Regions from separate parts of the Xenopus laevis genome. Here region 2 is linked to region 1. A link is a contact called in public Hi-C data. All regions are on one chromosome and are shown on one strand. Each heading gives the region's core, a stretch centred on a gene start, on an enhancer-like site or on the middle of the called end of the contact. The rest is flanking DNA. Distances are from core to core; before and after follow the strand shown.

Region 1 (2,790 bases), core at 45-2,544:
GGTATTATAGCTCTCTGGACAGTGGGGAAAATCCCTCTTCATATTGCCCTTCCACGAAACTGAACTCAAAATGCAGTGTACAGTTTTAAGCAAGTGACATGGTACCAAGCATTATCCAATGGCACTCACCTGCCCGAAACTGCACTCAACACCTTTAATCTATTTAGATTCAAGTTAATGGAGGAGCAACTTGAAGTGTCAGATACTGATTGGACTGGTTTAAAAATCCCACAGGGGTGAGGAAAATGTCAGCTCGTTAGCTTTTTATTCAGCAGCTCTCCAGATATTTCAGCAATCCGGTTCCCAGGGTCCAAATTCCCCTAGCAACCATGCATTTATGTGAATAAGAGACTGGAATATGAATAGGAGAGGGCCTGAATAGGATACAATGCAGCAATAACAATACATTTGTAGCTTTATGGAGCATTTGTTTTTTTAGATGGGTTCAGTGACCCCCATTTGAAAACTGGAAGGATTCAGAAGAAAAAGGCACACATTTGAAAAGTTGCTTTGAATTGACCTATAACATACTTAGAGTAAGGCCACACGAGGAGACTCGGGGAGGTTTTTGTCGCCTGGCGACTAATCGCCTCGTCTTCTGAGCGACAATCTCCCTGAACTGCCTCAGCGTGTTTTCCCATAGGCTATAATGAAAAGTCGCCTGCGCTAATGCACACGCGCCGATGCGTTTTCTATAGTCGCCCGAAGTTGCCTTTCTCCCCGAATCTCCTCGTGTGGACTAAACCTAAAAGGTGAACCACTTCTTTTGAATTGATTTTTATAATACAAAGAAAACAAATAGAATTATTGGATGGCCATCCCTTTTAGGGAAGAGACACATTTCGGGAGATTAGTTGCCCAGCGACAAATTGATTCTTCGGGCGAATAATCTCCCCGATCTGCCTTCCCGCCGGCTAGAATGTAAATCGCCAGGCGGGATGGCACTCGGATCAATTCAGCTTTCCGAAGGCGCCTGAACTTTCCTTGTGAGGCAACTTTGGAAAACTAAGCGTCTCTGCCCTGAATCAGGGTTGAACTATTAATGAAGTAATTGATTGCCAGTGTAATTAATGAGATGTAATTGTGGAACAAAAGGACTGTACCATTGTAGCTTATACAGAACGTATTACAATCCCCCATCCCTGCAACTGTAGCTCTTTCTTTACAATGGGGTAAAGTGCGAGGTTATCAGAGGATGATCCCATAAAAAGCATCAAAGAACAGCTGAAAACATCTGGCCATGAAAGGCTTAGTCTGGACACAGACAGAGACTGTTCATTTTGGGAGAGTGGCTAAATGTGGAAGGAGCACTCTGCAGGGATCAAACACCCAGGCCTGGAGGTCACTGCGCTCTAATCATCCCAGGACTAGTGCAAAAACTGCTGCCATTTGTCTGAGATAAGGCTCCCAGTGCAAGTGAATAGAGAATTCCTTTAGATAACATGTCTACAAATCACTTGCCTCAAGTCTGAAACAGAACTGGGGGGTTAAAGGGACAGGAAAGCCATAAGTCACATAGACAATGAAATATAAACAGATATATAAATCAATGTTTTTTCCACTTTTAAATCAAATACTACTTGCAGAAAAAGTCACGTCCCTCTTCACAACCTAGTGAGGTAGTGAATAAGCAGGCATAGGATCCGTTATCTGGAAACCTGTTATCTACAAAGCTCTGAATTACAGGAAGGCCATCTCCATAGGCTCTATTTTAATCAAATAATTCAAAATGTTATATGTGATTTTCTTTTCTTTTTCACTGTAATAATAAAACAGTACAGGTATGGGACCTGTTATCCAGAATGCTCAGGACCTGGGATTTTTCCGTAATTTTGATCTTTATATCTAAAGGGCAGAGACACACGCTGCTATTACGGGAGACAAATCGCTTCTTCTTCGGTCGACCCTAAAACTTTAATTGATCGAGTGTTCGACAGGAAAAAAACTTGAATCGCTTGAAATGATCGGGGTTTCAGGCAAAACCCTCCAAAAAATCCTCGAACATCATGAAGGCTATTAACATCTTTAAATGCTTCAAGGGACGTCTGCCATTGACTCGTACATGACCTCGACAGGTTTTAGATGTATTTTCAGATTCCAGCTATTTCCAGGGTTGGGGTATAATAAATCTTTAAAAATTTAAATAAAAAACTGGGAAATTTTGAGGGTTTTTATTTAACTCGAAAATGTGAATTTTGACCAAAAAAGTCACCTCAAAAACGCGAATTTTCGTGGAAAACCCAACTCGAACCTTATAGGGGAACTCCACACAAACATAACAAGCTTTTTGAAAAGTAAACATTATTACAAGCAACTTTGCAATATACATCAATTTAAAAAATATTCAGACTTTTCAGGAGTTTTAATGGTTTCTGACAGTTCCCTAAGCCTAGTCCCCCTGCTGATCTCTCTGACTACTTTGCTGAGCTGGCTGACTACTGTTACTTTGTATCAACAGCCATCTGTCCTCAGGCTGCATCCTCCAAACCCCACAATTCTCTGCACATGTGATTTCAATAAGGAAAAGAACATCCCAGTGCAATGCATTGTGGGTTATGTAGTTCCTGCATGCTGTCTGTAAGCTCTGGAGAAGTTGTTACAATTTGTAACATCAGTGTTTTAGTCCCTCCTTCCCTGCCAGGATTTCAAATGATGCAGAAAGAGAAGAACTGATATTAGATATTAGGGGTTTTTGTGTTATGTGGGCCTCTTTATCAAATTTTGGTTTGGAAGCCAGAGTTCCCCTTTAATAAATCTGCCCCCGAGTATTGATCAAAAGAGACTGGGTGG
Region 2 (2,892 bases), core at 275-2,774, 120 kb before region 1:
GAATCAAAGTAAAAAAAACAGGCAGGAGTCAAAAAACAGAATTTTCCAATAGAATATAACGCTTCGGCAGGAAGCCAGCTTGGGCACTGTCAAAATAGAAAAATTGGCTTTTTTTTTTTTAAAGGGAATTTGGCACCAGAAATTTAAACTCTGCGCGACTGTCCTGAGACCGTCAACACCAGCAAAGCGGCGCCAGCGTCACTTCGATGCACTGTACGTCAGCGCCGGGCGCGCCCCCGCAGCAGAAAGGAGACGCCCAGAGGCAAGAACACCAGAGGATCTCCCGGCGCGTCTTACAGTGTGTCTCTTCTAATTCTGTTGGTAAAATGCAGAGACTACAATCAGACAGTTTTAGGCTCATTGTTTGGCAAATGTCACTACAGAAACTATTCCATCACAAAGAAGTTGTGCATTTTCCTTGCAAGTAGTAACCCATAGTATATAATTGGAATATTGCTTTCTACAGATGTTTTGTCAGAGCTAATTGTTGGTTATTGCTGTGGATTACAAGGCAGATTTTTCCCTGTATCTGGGCTGCCCATCTTGCTGAAACTGCAGATCTGACAGCCAAAGGCATTTTGTGGGAGTGTAGATCAACAGAAAGATCACAGGTTAAACTTCACTACTTCATGTGCATTTTGTACGTTCTATACGTCATGGACACATAACTGTGAATAATTTAAGCTACTATACAGAACATGTGCATTCAAAAATAGATGCTATGCACTTGGATGGTTATTTTGGAAAATCAAATGGCAACAGAAGGACTGGAGGGAAAGGTTACAGAGCCATCTGTCTGTGGGAAGTGATTCTTGCTGAAGTTCAGTGTGTAGGACGTGTGGCTGGCTAATTATCAGAACCTGCTTCATTACTGATCTGCCTGAGTTTCAGCTCTCCCTTGTTTAGTAATTGTGAATGAAGCAGAACTATTTCTATGTAAGAATATTGATTATTTGTTAGAAAGACATTTCTGAAGAATTGCACCCTTCTATGTGAATGGAGCTTCTTCAGTTACAAAAAAAATATTATTAATATTTTCTTTATTAAAAACATCCACATTACTGAGATTTTTTCATTACACCGTACACTTATGGTAGGAAGTAGCATTTCCTGTGCTCCATGAACATAGTTGTGCCATTGGATGAGGATCTGGACCAGGGACGTACAATTTAGCAGGGCATACCCAGTGAGTGCTCACCTTATAGGTATACAATAAGGATGCATTATATCTTAGTTTGGACGAAGTACAATGTACTTAATACACAGAAAAAGAAAATAATTTAAAAAAAAATATGGATAAAATGTGAGTCTATGGGACATGGCCTTTCCGTAATTCGACACTTTTTTGGATAACGGGTTTTCCAGATAACGGATCCCATACCGGTACTAGTTATGGCTCCAGCCACGTTATTATCTGTAAAGTGCTTTAATACAGCATTGCAGTTCAACCTGTCAAAGTCTTTGAAAATGCAAATGATTGACAGGTCTTTTTAACACCTTCATTCCCTTTATATGTAAAGGGAACACTTATTGAAGTCACTGCTCTATTTTCTCACTGCTTCCTTTAGTGCACTTGGCACCTCAGACATCCTGTTTATTGGGTGGTCGAGGCACCTTCGCCTTTTGTTTGTTTGAATTGTCTTGTAAAGTTATCAAAATCAGGGGAAACACAACCCATGGATACACTAAAGGATACAGGATAACTCATATGAATGATTGCTTGTGTCATACAAATACATATCAGTCAAAAGGAATGTTGTTGTTTACACTTAATTTGAAGCATTTTTTTAATATTGTATAGAGCTGCAAAATAAAGGTAATGCGTTCTAAAAACAAATACTTTGATTGCACGAAGAATCATTTCTTTTTGAATTTGTCTGCTTCTCCTTATTGAAACAGCCGTGTCTTGCTCCATTATTGGTAATGGTAACGGGTTGTTTTGATTCCCACTGGCACAGGAAGTGCATTCCCCATTCAAGATAATGGGAAGCAGTTGCCATCAGGAACAACTTTTTTATCATTTCTAAAACACAAAAGTGATGGACACCCTGCATGTTCCATTGCACTTAAACCATACAGTATGCTATCTTCAAGTTACTTAAAGAGGTTGTTCACCTTTAAAATCAACTTTTAGTATGATGTAGACAAAGAGACAATTTGCTATTGGGGTTTTTATGTTTTATTATTTGTGGTTTTGGAGTTATTTAGCTTTTTATTCAGCAGCTCTCCAGTTAGCCATTTCAGAAATCTGGTTGTTAGGGTCCAACTTATCCTAGCAACAATGCCCTGATTTCAATAAGAGACTAGAATATGAATAGGAGAGGCCTGCATAGAAATATAAGTAATAAAACGTAGTAATAACAATACATTTGTAGCCTTACAGAGCATTTGTTTTTAGACGGGCTCAGTGACCCCCATTTGAAAGCTGGGAAAAGTCAGAAGAAGAAGGCAAATAGTTAAAAAAAACTAAAAAGAAAAGAAGACCAATTGAAAAGTTGCTTAGAATTGGTCTAACATAAAGTTGAACCACCCCTTTAAGAAGTCATACTTCTTAAACGTATCCTCATAGATGTTCACCTTTAAGTTAACTTTCAGTAAGTGATAGAATGGCTATTTCTAAGCAACTTTTCAATTGGGCTTAATTTTTTCTTTTTTATAATTTTTTTAATTATTTGTCTTCTTCTGACTCTTTCCAACTTTCAAACAGGGGTCACTGACCCCATCTAAAAAAACAAATACTTTGTAAGGCTATAAAATGTATTGGTTATGCTACTTTTTATTACTCATCTTTCTATTCAGGGCCTCCCCTGTGGTTGCTAGGGTAATTTGGGCCCTATCAACCAGATTGCTGAAACTGCAGACTGGAGAGCTGCCGATTAAAAAGCTAAATAA

What was found. A called contact is a pair of places that touch in the nucleus more often than the background predicts.
Region 2: a contact with region 1 is called in a Hi-C map of the XTC cell line, with 3 times the contacts expected there. The contact joins two enhancer-like sites. A contact is called at or near these places in 2 of 4 Hi-C or Micro-C datasets (the XTC cell line and animal cap).

The regions. Positions count from the first base shown.
Region 1 is chr7L:38,532,130-38,534,919 of Xenopus_laevis_v10.1, reverse strand. No RefSeq gene overlaps it. Among protein-coding and RNA genes, the nearest start is that of dnajb12.L, 32 kb to the right of the region's middle. Within about 2 kb of position 1,294, at least 1 of the 7 cell types and tissues checked has an H3K27ac peak or open chromatin away from gene starts, as enhancers often do.
Region 2 is chr7L:38,653,678-38,656,569 of Xenopus_laevis_v10.1, reverse strand. No RefSeq gene overlaps it. Among protein-coding and RNA genes, the nearest start is that of anapc16.L, 14 kb to the left of the region's middle. Within about 2 kb of position 1,524, at least 3 of the 7 cell types and tissues checked have an H3K27ac peak or open chromatin away from gene starts, as enhancers often do.